Linked DNA regions of Neogale vison: region 2 is linked to region 1. A link is a contact called in public Hi-C data. All regions are on one chromosome and are shown on one strand. Each heading gives the region's core, a stretch centred on a gene start, on an enhancer-like site or on the middle of the called end of the contact. The rest is flanking DNA. Distances are from core to core; before and after follow the strand shown. Region 1 holds the start of FUT8 (alpha-(1,6)-fucosyltransferase). Region 2 has its middle 36 kb from the start of MAX.

Region 1 (6,032 bases), core at 1,895-4,394:
CAAACATTGCATAATGTAATCAGAATTACTGTTTTTTCCAATTCCATACATCTCAAATAGGATGACTTGTAGGAAAACAACTTCAAGTGACTCTTTAAATTTAAGAACACCTTAAACAATCTACATGGTATGATATTTTATGGAAATTATTTTGAATCACTACCCTAATAAACCACAGCATACCACTCATATTAACTCACTACTTGCTCAAAGATACACTTTTGCATGTTTCTGCAATCTATACAAGTTTCATTCCAGCTGTTCAGCTCTTCAATTCAAGTAACAATTCTCAATTTATAAAAGCAGCAAAAGGAAAATCCATGCCCTAAATCACTCTTCAATGGTCCTAATAGCCTATTCATTTCTAACTCCCTACATTTCTATACATTAAACTGTAAATTCACAAATACAAATGTTTGAATGCCCACCTTAATTGTTACTACTATAGTATTTATAAATCAAGTAATTGCCACTTTGTATACACATTTTATGGTATATTTCACAAAGCTGGCAATGTACAAGATCTTATCATTTGGCATTGAATTTTAGGTTATTTTTAAGGTTATTTGAAAGAAGGGAAAACACAACTTGCTCCATTATTTCAGTATAGTGCTGTTGTGCTTAATTTCTTTCCAAAATGTTTTCATAGATATGATGCACCTTTTAAAAGAACTATGTATAAAAACATGAAATTTAAATTTAATAAAGTAAATAAATATACACTTACCTCCAGGAGTAACAAGAAGGAAAAAAAAAAAAAAACACTATAATGAAACCTTGCCTACAGTTTCAAAAGAGAGCCAAGTCAAAGTGCAGTCAGTTACCCATGATGAGCTTAATTCTAAACTGATAGAAAAACTTTTGTTGAAATCTGTTCTGCGTTACCTTGAAGTTGGGGGTTATCTACTGGGGATTCTGCCTTTTCCTAGGTTCACCTTCTAGAGTTGGCTTAAGTCCACTGTAAATTAATTCAAACATGGGAAGAAGAAACACCACCTCTCTCTGCCTTTCTCCAAGGCCTCCAATCAAAAGGCTAATAATATACGGCAAAACGCTGAAAGCTCACCAGGGATAAACCCTAACCAAGACACTGCCATTTAACTTAAGATATACACTGCATCTCTGACGTTCTGTGTTGCTGAAGATTGCAATACCCACAGCAAAAGAACAGGTGCTGCACCCGACAACCCACTCACTCTTGCAGGACAAATCTCCTTTAAACTAATAAATTAGGACTCGTTTCACCTTCCCAAATAAGTTTAGATACTCAAAAGCCGCCAGCTCATCATTTCCACATCAGTTGGGGGGCGGGGGGCGTGCAGCGGCACTCACGCCTTTAACTGCCCAGGCACTGGCCCCTCGCCGGGAGCGGATCTTTGTACAGGTCCACCCCCCGATTTCTGGCCCAAGAACCCCTCACAAAAGCCGGTAACGTACAAGCATCCTCCTCCCCACAGTCGGTGACTACAGGGACCGAGTTGCTGGCGAAAGGGCAGGTAGGTGGAGAGGAGAAAAGAGGGACACCTCCCACCCCCGCCCCCATCCCTTCTCTCCTTGGCTTCGGCCCCTGCCCGAAGCAAGGATGCGCGACGCCGAGGACAGCCGCGGCTGCAGGCGCCCCTCACCCCCAGCCCGCGCCCCCGGGCCGCGCCAGAGCGTCCCGGGGGCTTGCTCCCCACTTTTCCCGGAGCCCCGGGTAAGCAGCAGCAGTTGCAGCAACAGGCCCGGGGCACGCCTGGTGGGGAAAGAGCGGCGACAGCCCCGGATCACATCCCCGGCGCCTCCTCGAATCCCGCACTAGCCCAGCCCCAGACCCCGAGGCGCGCGGGGCCCGGCTCCCAAACGCCCCCTTACCCGAGGCGGGAGCAGAGGCGGTCTCCGCCGTCCCCAGTTGCCGCCGCCGCCGCCGCCGCCACAGCCCTCAGCCTCAGCTGCCCCGTTGGGGAGTGGGAGGGGTGGCTGGGTGGAGGATGCTACTCCCGACTGAAAGGAGAGGAAGAAACGGAAACAGGAACCGCCGCCGCCGCTGCTTAACGGAGCCTTCGGCGCCACTGACTGAGCGAGAGCGCGAGGCGGCGCGAGCGGGGCAGTCGCTGACAGCGCGAGACGGAGCGCGAGCCGGGTCCCGGGCGCGCGACCCCGAGCAGCACCGGCCCCATTCCGCGAGGAGAGGAAGGGGACCGGCTGGCTGGGGGCTGGGAGGGGGCGGTGTGGGGCGGGGGCCTGGAGCAGAGGGAACCCGGCTACTCCGGTCGGCCGGAGATAACGCGCGCACGCGCCGGAGCGGCACTGACAACGAGCGCAGGCGGGGAAGCCTTGGCTAGCGCAAGCGTGCGCGCGCGGGTGGGGGCGCGCGCCCCTCAGCGTTACAGGCTTCTGGGAGAGGGCGCGCATGCGCCGGCCGCTGCCACCTACGGCGACCCTGGCATGTGCCACGGCTTCTTCCCGCCCCCTTCTCGCTGCGCGGGTGGATAGCGTAGCTGCAGCATCCGCTGCCAGGCAGAGCCGCGGGTCACAGAGGGACCGAGAGACTTCCAGCAGGGCAGCAGCTGCGCTTGGGCGCCTGCTTCCTACGCGAGCGTAGGCCGCCCTCTACCGCCTGCAGGCCGGAGGCTGACGGCGGCGCGACTCGAGCCGAACTCCCCCACTCCCGGGAGCGCCATCTCCAGGGAATGTCGTATTCTCGATAGCCGGGGAACGGATTGGCCCGAGCCAGTTCATTCCGCGCCCCTAAGGAGCACTGGTACTGGAGGTTGAAGCAGGCTTCCTGCTACTTTTTAGAGGGGATCGCGGCAGCGCAGCCCCTGCAGCCCAGTCTGACCGTTCGACTGCAGCTTGCGGCGTGACCAGAGAATGGCATCGCACCCCCATGCAACTAGCGAAGCCCTGTTTTATCTTGGGAGAGCTGTTTCCATATTTGCCCCGACGGAAAGACCTCCCACAAGGGCCTGCGTTTGATGCCTAGCCTCTGCCCCGACCCGGGGCTGCAACAGCCCCTTTGAGGCGGAAGTTTATTCGGTACGGGAAAAAGTACCGCACTTGGGGGTGCGGGCCAGGGGTTCCCTAGGATGCTTCCTACCCGCTCGCACTCGGGAAATTCCTGGCGCCCGCGATGCAAAGCAGTGGGCCGAAGACCTAGCTCTGACCAGCCCAGACCGCGAGGGGAGCCGGAGGACCCCAGCGCGCCGCCCCGGCACACAAAGTAGTCGCGGGCCGAGGGAGGGGGTGCCACGGGGTCCAATCAGAGACACGAGCCGTGTGAGTGGAGTGCGAGCCGACCAATCGGACGGCCGGAGGGTGAGCTTCCCGTACCCAACTCTTCCCTGTAGCCTCGGGACCCAGATCCCGAGCCTGGAGCGCTGGGCGGACAGGGAAAGCGACGTGGTGCCCCAAGCACAGAAAAAAATTTTCTCTGAACTTGGGTATTTTTAAGTAAATGCCTTAGGTACTTATCCCAAAACAAATAGCGGCGGCGTTTTAGATGCTGAGTATGGAAAGGATCACGGAAAAGAGATTTACAAGGCACTGGCCTGCCAACACTGCAATCTGCCTAATAACGTTCATAAATTTACAGTATTTATTGAGGCCTTTTTATAGGCCAGGAACTGTATTATAGAAAAACAAATAAGATAACAGCTGATTCAAAGAAGACAGAAAGTTCCCTGTCCTTAAGAAGCTCAGCTTCTTCTTAGGTTTGCTGGACCTTGTGACTCTGGTATTTACTGTCAGTCCTTTAAGGAAAAAGCTCTCAGCAAAGTAGTTTCCAGTCATCTTTATGACTGTTATCTCTCTTAAGAAGAGAAAGTTGAGGGAAAAGTAGAGTGACCTGTCTAAAGTTACACGAAAAAGATACTGGCAGAGCCAGAATTACGTTCTAGCTCAGAGAGCTTGTAGATCGTCATTCAACAATGATTTATTGAATGCATGGTGCCATCCTCTACTAAAGAGGTTCCTGTCCGGAGCTTGCAAACAACAGAATTCTACTATAAGGGCCACAAGCTTTGGTTGTCGGAAATGAACGGAAATTTTAGGCTTATGCCATCGTAAGATGAAGTAAAGGCTAATGTCTTATCAGTCATACTCTAGATCATTTTCAGAAGTCAGAGGTAAGATAGATATTTACTTTTTAGTTTAAACAGCATTTTTAAAATATTTAAGCAACATTGTCAGCCAACTTTGACCTTGATTTAAGAACAGATTGGCTAGGTGTCTTCTTGTTGGGAAAAAAAAACAGACTTCTGAATTTTTTCACTGAAGTTGTTACATGGATAAATAAATCAGAGGGATTCAAGATAGATACTCTCTTTGAGATCATTTTGCTTTATTCAATACATTGTACCAATTTTGTATAAATTCTAGACTTCAACTTGTTAGATCTCTGTATATAACCTCTGTCATTGAGTTTTTGGAGTTATGTTATAGATTTTTGTGATTACGGTGTTACCCTATTCTCCAGAACGTGACTGTGAATCTCAATAGTAGTTATTAGCTAAATAAGATTTTGAATAAAATTAAAGAGCATGGCACATTTAAAAAAAAATTTAGCAAGGATGTTTAACTTTAAAGCTTACCTTATATAATACTTTAAGATCTCCAAGTTCAAAGCTTTACTTTACATATGCCTCAAAACATCCGATTTTCCATCTGGCCTTCATTTTTCCTTTCCAAATGTAAGAATTAAAATACATATCTTCTCAGGAGTGCCTGGCTGGCTCAGTTGGTAGAGCATGTGATTCTTGATCTCAGGGTTGTGAGTTTAAAATCTTTTTTAAAAATTAAATAAAATACATCTTCTCTACTGCCTTCTGCTTTAAAAAAAAAAAATCTGTCCTAGGAATATTTGCTCAAAATTTAGTGTGTTTTGGTAGGATAGTCTATTACATATTAAAATACCAGATAATTTGGGTGTCTCTACAATACACTCAGAAACTCCTTCTCTGGTGACTCTGCTCTGTTGAGTCAATGTGCTCAGCCTGTGACAGAACAGTGTTATCAAGGCCCTTTCCAGGACATGCCCAGGATTAGCTGCCACCTCAGAACTGGAAGTATCAGTTATACAGCTGACTTTGGGAATAAATCTTTACACAGTGAGTTCCAGATCAATAATGAATTTCCAAAAAATTAACAACAGTTCCAACTTTAACATTTCTTTTACTCTCTCTGGAGAGGAATTACTGAAACTATGCCTCTCTCTTGCTAGGTTGTTTCTGAGAAGGAAAATATCTCCAAAAGGTTCTACACATTACTAGTCACTAGAAGACATCTCTGTCAAAAGATGTTTTCTCCACAAGCTCTAGCTTCCCCACCACCACCCACTGCTGTTCCTGGGCCTTCTCACTCTCTCTTCTCACCCCAGCTGCCTGCCTCTGCCTCTCATCACCTCTAGTTTCTGATATTTGCTTAAGCAAGTAGAAGTGCTCCACCACTTCCTCTACCATTCCCTCACCAGCTAGGTTTTAGACTCATCTTTGCTTATCTGAAAACTTAAAGATAAGTTCTGCTCAGCAAGAGACGGTACAGAACATTCTTTTGTCATATTATACCAAGAACTAATAGAACCTTGTCAGTATATTATATTCTTTTACACAGCCTGTGTCAAATTCTTAGTCATCAACCAGAGCTGTGGGGTCTTGTGAGTGGGGCAAGGAGGAGTTAACCATTAGACAATGGGAAAGATGAAAATGAAAGTTAAAGTAAATACACTGGTAGCCATTTTATTGAGAGATTAGCCAAATCAAAGTTAATGAACTTGAATATTATCACATTTCCAAAGTTGTGAACATTCATGCAGGAACTGGTTTGAAGTTTACTACTATCATTTTATTAATGACTATAATAAAAATAATAGGCTAGGTGTAATATTGCTGAATGCCAGGCGCCATGATAAACTCTTACCTCCATCATGTAATTCTCAAAGCAACCCTTTGACACAAATCCTATTATTATAATAGGGGGATCTAAGAGGTCACAGAGAGGAGCTAAAGAGATTCTCAGCAGCAGCTACTTACCAAATAGTCGAGAAATATTTCCAT
Region 2 (6,032 bases), core at 2,324-4,823, 170 kb after region 1:
CCCAAGCCATGAGGTGAAGGGTACACCTGCTCAACTAACAACCAGCTCTCCGGCACAGGGAAGCCCTGGTTTGTCGTGTTTGCCAATTTCCATGGTGTAAATACTCCCACTTTGACCAATTTCAAGCTACCAACATGATGATTCACAGATTCTTGAAAATTTCACAACTGGTCTCTCACAGGCTGGTGGGAGCTGGCTCTAATGCACCACTTTTTCTTAATCTCTAGAAAAAATACACCCTCTCATCTTCCTTCCCAATCAGCTAGACTCCAGACTCCTTCCAGCTGGTGCACATCATGGAGCAGGCACATATCAGCCTCATCCCAGCAAGGCTGACCCCTAAAAGAGAACGGGGGGAGCCAGCTGAGGTCCCCTCAGCCTCCACGGGGAGCCCTACATGGGGGTCCCCTTCTCCTTCCATTCCCCCCCCCCTTGCTAGTCTTTTTCATTTCTAACCAAGCAAAGGAAGAGGGACTGTCCTAAACATCATGAGCAGACCTGAAAGAGAATGTCTTTCTGATTTGACCTTTCTGTCTTCATCTCCAAATGCTTTCCCCATAGATTTGGTTCACAGGCCTGCCTCAGCCCAAAAGCTCTCACCCCAGCAGAGGGCAACTCCTGACTCCTGGAGGAGCCCTGAATCTTCTGGTGTGAGGAGGCTGGCCTCAGGACCACGAGCCACTCCCTTTATTTAAACCCCAAGGAAGAAGGCCCTCCTTGGGCCCAGAAAAGGAGGAGGAATGTATGGGCTCATGCACAGCCTGGGGGAGCAGGTTTTAATTGTCTCCAGCTGGAGAGGTGAGCCAGGCAGAGCCAAGCCCAGCTGTCAGGAGCCCCAGAGGACCAGCCTCCCGAAGGCATGCTCTCTACTCAGCTCAGAAATCACCCAGAGTCCACTAAATAAACCCCAAAGTCTCATGTCCCAGCTATCGAAGCACCAGCCCCCAAACCCTCACCTCCCTTGAGATTAGCCGTTCCCTTGCTTTCTCCCTGAACCTGCCCTTGATTTCCTTTTGCAGCCTCAGTCCTCATCCCGAGAACCTCATATCCTACCTACCACATGAGGCAACCGAACGGAAAAGACCAGCTCCCACTCTGGCTCGGCAGCTTGGGCTTGGAGTCGTTTGTCCTTGAGAAAGTTCCTCAACCTCCTGAGGCTTGTGTTCTGAAGCTTAAATGGAAATTGTCATCAGCGCTATTGAGAGAATGAAATCAGAATGTGTCTGAAAAAGACTTTATAAATCAGAACGTTACATAAATGGTTATTTTTCTGCCTGAGAGAGGTATTTACAATGTGTTTTTTCTCTTGTAAAAGGAATGTGAATTCTTTGTGGACATTTTGAAAAATACATTTGAATAAAAAATAAATAAGAATCACTCGGAGTTAACTGTTATGCACATTTGGTATTTTCCCCAGGTCTTTTTTTCCCATCTGTATGGAAATATGCCTTTGTTAAAAGGGATGATGAAGATATTTATGGCCCAAGGGTGGTGCCCTTGCCCCTCCCCACTACCCCTCCACCCCGCCCACCAGCCCACCAGCCCAGCATTCCCCTCCATCTTCGCTGCTGGGAAGAGGGCAGACTTAGTCTCTCACTAGACCCAAGGCTGAGGGGCTTGCTGTGTCCCCAAGTAAGGAGACGTTAGACATAGAACCTGTTCTTCCTGATAGAGACCTTCAAACTTTGTACTCTGCAAACCATTTTGGAAAGATTTATGCCCTTATGGATAACCTGTCTGCCTATCCTCATTTAAAAAATAAATTTTTAAAAATTAAAAGAGAAAAGCTTTTTGCTTAGTAGCATCTAGTGCTGCAACGGTTCATTAAAATGTTCCTACTCACGGGGGCACCTGGGTGGCTCAGTCGCTTAAGTGTCTGCCTTCAGCCCAGGTCATGATCCCAGGGTCCTGCTCAGTGGGGAGCCTGCTTCTCTCTCTCCCTCTGCCCCTCCTCCCCATTCTTGTGCTCTCTTCCTCTCTCTCTCTCTCTCTCTCTCTCTTTCTCTCTCAAATAAATAAATGAAATTTGGGGAAAAAATGCTTGTACTCAGGCCCTTTTCAATGTGGAACTGAATTTGCTGTAGGAAATACTTCTGCAAACCTCACACATTTTTCAGTGACTGGCCCATGAATCACCAGAGAAACCCATGTAGAACATGAATGCAAATTTGCTCCACCAGGTTCTCTCAGTACCTGACAAAATGTCATCTTTCCATCAATGTTACCAAGATTAGCCCTTGCTTCTGCCCTAAAACAGGTGTTTCTTGGCTGTCAGCAACTGTCTGGGTCCCCTCTCATCTGTAATGACAGCGGTTGGCCCCTCCTGCCTGAGTCCACCTCCCTTTGACTTCTCCAATATTCCCATCAGCTGGGAGTAGGAGGTAACTTGGGTCTCTGAATCCTTGAGAGGGGGTGGCAGATGCTCACGGGACTTAAAGTGCATTATTAGGAGAATGTGTCGCAAGGCAAGTTTGAAAAGTCACTTCTGAGTGACTTGTGGCTGAATATTTCCACTCCAGCCGTTTCAGACTAGAAAACGGTGAAAACCAGGGCAAGTACTTTTCCCTTGAATGCCCACAATGGACCACAAATGCAGTAGCTTCTCACTAACGCTTCTCTCCAGACCCACATAAGCTCAAGGACCAAAGGACACCCACTCCATTGGTCCTCTTGCTGCTGCCAGAAAAAGGTCTCAGTGACTCCTGTCTCCTAAGAGAGTATTCACCCAGAGGACAAGTCCAGCTGTTTTCCTTCAGAGTCCCTCCTGTGTGCAGAAGGTCACTAGTGTACACAGTAAACACCTGGGCTTTAGCTGACCTCAGCTTGAATCCCCACTCCACCACTTCCCACGAACTTTGGCCTCAGGCAAGTGCCTCTACCTGGGGATGCCTGGGTGGCTCAGTCAGTTAAACCTCTGCCCCTGGCTCAGGTCATGATCCCTGGGTCTTGGAATAGAGCCCTGCATTGGGCTCCCTGCTCAGCCAGGAGCCTGCTTCTCTTTCTTCCACCCCTCCTGTTTGTGCTCTCTCTTTCTCTCTCTCTCTGACCAATAAATAAATAAAATCTTTAATTAAAAAAAAAAAAGGAAAAAAGTACCTTTATCTGGAGCTTGAGGCAGGGGCTGTGTGTCCAGAGGACATTTGTAAAGAATGTTTGCAGGAGACAGAGGGAATGGAACAAGACCCCTCCAGGTCCCCACCACGACCATGCACACAGCCTCCCCCTGCCAGGGACAGAAGTCAGTGTAGAGTCAGAAGAGCATCTATGTGTGGAGACCATCAGGATGATTTGATTACATTTTTCATGTCACCACCAGAACCCAGGACATCCAGCTCATCCCTTTTCTCCAGTGCTCTTCTTTGTAAGGCCCTGATGGTACCCATCAGTGAGGCTACCCCTGGACAAGTACACCCTCCCCACCATTTCCTGTCCCCCACTAGCTACTGAAGGCAAAGTCTCATTTCCCACAAAGAAAAGTTTAAGAAAGCACTCCTCCTCCCAAATTCTCTTGAGATGTGACTCAGACAGTGTCACCCTGCCAACATCTTAGAGTCCTTGCCTCAGGAAACCAGACTTCCGGCCCCTCCCCCAGTCCTGGGAGCTGCTGAGATCTGTGGGGTCAGTAGGATCATTGTGGGAAGCACTAATGTTCTCTCGTTCTGAGGCCAGCACCACAGTTATGACAAAACAATTTTCAAAGATCCTCATCAGACAAATGGGGAGCCCTTTGGACCAGGGGAATAGTGATGAGGGATAAACCTCTGCTTGTTTCCCCACTGGAAGCAGTCCCCTGCCCAGGTGATGGAGGGCCCTGCAGGTCTGCAGAATGGGAAGGCTGCAGACCCAGGGAAGCAGGCTCTGACTGGGAAGGTGAAAGGCACCAAAAGCCCAGAAGCTCAGATGACTTGTAGGGGCTGGTCTAGGAGGCCACTTGCCAACACTTTGGGCTTAGAACCGTAAGAGACAGTGTGGAGACAAGGAAAGTGAAACTGAACCCTGGTATTCCTCTGTGGCTCATCCACTGACCCACCCCCAAGGAGGAAGTCACCTGCTGTGTCTACCACAAGCACTTCCTAGACTCGGGAATCAGAGCGTGACCACTGCTCCGGCCAGGCCTGCTCACACATGGCTGGGAGGGGACCCCAGCCACCCCCTGCCCCCTTGTCCCCGGGGCCACCACAGCCCCCAAGGTGAAAGCCTCAAGCCCCATGGGCCCCTGGGAAACATGGTGGACCTGGCAGGCTGCTGCCAGAGCAGGAAGAAGCAGGATCCTCGCTCTTCAAGGTCCCCCAGGAGCACCTGGAGGACATAAAGCTGTCGGGGAGGCCCAGAAGACCCAGGCAGCTGAGCAGAGTGAGGATTCCTGTTTATGTGGGCCAGTGCAGGTTTGGAGCAAAGGGATGGACAAGGGGGTTGAAGCTGGGATAGGCAGTGATAGGGAAGGCAAGAGAGGGATGGAGGGGGAAGGGAAAGGAATCTCATTGGCAATGCCTGCTTTCAATAGAGTGGAATATTTCCCAGCATCAACCACCAGACAGCTGCCCAGGAAGACAGCTTTACAGGAAAGTCATTTTTCATGCAGCCTAGTGGCTGAGGGATCAGAAGTCTGTTCTGTGTAGATTCACATCTGTGCTCTGTGTCTCCCCCTAGGGGTCACCTTGGATAAATGTCTTAACTTCTACAAACCTCCATTTCCTCAATCTATAAAAATGATGACAGTAGTTCCTAGCTCTTAGGGTTTTTGTAAGGACAAAGTGAGGAAACATTTATAAAGCCCTTGGCATTGTGCCTGCCACATAGTAAACTCTGGATAATTGCTTCTCTTTTAATTTATTGCTGCTGTCATTAGTGGCAGGTAAGCGTCTGGATAACAGCTTCATTTCCCATGGCTAGCCTTTATGAAAGATGCATGTCCAGCCTAAAGCAACGAGATCCAGAAAACCAAATTCACCAGCTGCTAATGGTGGCATGTTAATGGTTCCAGCTACAGTGTTCAGTGGACACAGCTTGACCAAGGAAGTGGATAGTCAAACCCGCTGCAAACGTGCTGCACTGTGACAAAAGCAGGCAATTTGATTGCCCTAGTTCTTCTTTCTTCTTCTTCTTTTTTCTACCCCCTTATGGCCAATTTTCTCTGCTTCCCTCCCAGATGATATCTGTAAGGACAAGGAGTCTTACTAATTCACAGGAAGGAGGAAAACATTGACACAACAGGGCCCAGTCCCCCAGACCTGCTCATGACCATCAGTTGGTCCATAAGCCTCTCGGCTCCCTTCCCCCAGAATATGCACGGAAGGGATGACGATGCCACTGTACATTTCATGTCTCAGGGGTGAACTGTGATATCAGGAGATGGGCCCAGCACTGGCCACTTGAGGCCACCCCTCTTGGTGTTCACAAGGTGACCTTCACTGTCTTTCGAATAGGAGAGGATCAGGGGTTCTCGAGCTATACAGTTGTGATATATCAGGATCCCCTAGCTCTGTGGCATGAGGTGCTGCAAGAACTGCCCCCCCCCAGATCTCCCTTCTATACCTTTGTCCCAAACCTGAAACTTAGACCAAGAGAGTCATTCTTTGGGTCACGGCGATGGCAAGTGGATTTCACAGTCAGTGCCGACTCTAAATTATGGAGAATAGAATTTTTTCAGAAAGGTTCTGAGGCCTTTTCTGGGCTTAGCAGTAGGATGTTAGTTCTCAGGTAGCAGTGTCTACCAGGGCACTGGAAAAGAAGGGCCAGGGGTTTTACTACAGAACTGTCATCCTTGAACTTTTTTTGACATTTATGGTTTCAGCTATATGGCCAAGATAGAGCATACAGGAACCTGTTATGGCTAATGACCATATCAGCAGGGACCCAAGGGCATAGGAGTCAGGGCAGGGACTTTCCAATGAGGAGGTTTGGGAACGGGGCATGCTGCCTGGTGTTGGCAGTTGAGGAAGACAAGCCCATATGGGGGTGCAGATGGGAAGCTAGGATGGTCTTGGAGCAGCCCCATTCCTTGGGTTTCTTGGGAAGGGACCAAAATGGAG

Evidence for each region. A called contact is a pair of places that touch in the nucleus more often than the background predicts.
Region 2: a Hi-C map of fibroblasts shows a contact between it and region 1, with 2.9 times the contacts expected there. The contact joins the enhancer-like site here to the promoter of FUT8 in region 1. A contact is called at or near these places in 2 of 3 Hi-C or Micro-C datasets (fibroblasts and muscle).

Annotation. Positions count from the first base shown.
Region 1 is chr13:35,572,397-35,578,428 of ASM_NN_V1, forward strand. FUT8 (alpha-(1,6)-fucosyltransferase) reads right to left here and starts at 3,145. Exons shown (of 12, transcript XM_044231322.1): 1 at 3,080-3,145.
Region 2 is chr13:35,746,183-35,752,214 of ASM_NN_V1, forward strand. No RefSeq gene overlaps it. Among named protein-coding and RNA genes, the nearest start is that of MAX, 36 kb to the right of the region's middle. Within about 2 kb of position 3,574, the one cell type or tissue checked has open chromatin away from gene starts, as enhancers often do. A contact at or near this core is called in fibroblasts, where this site is marked.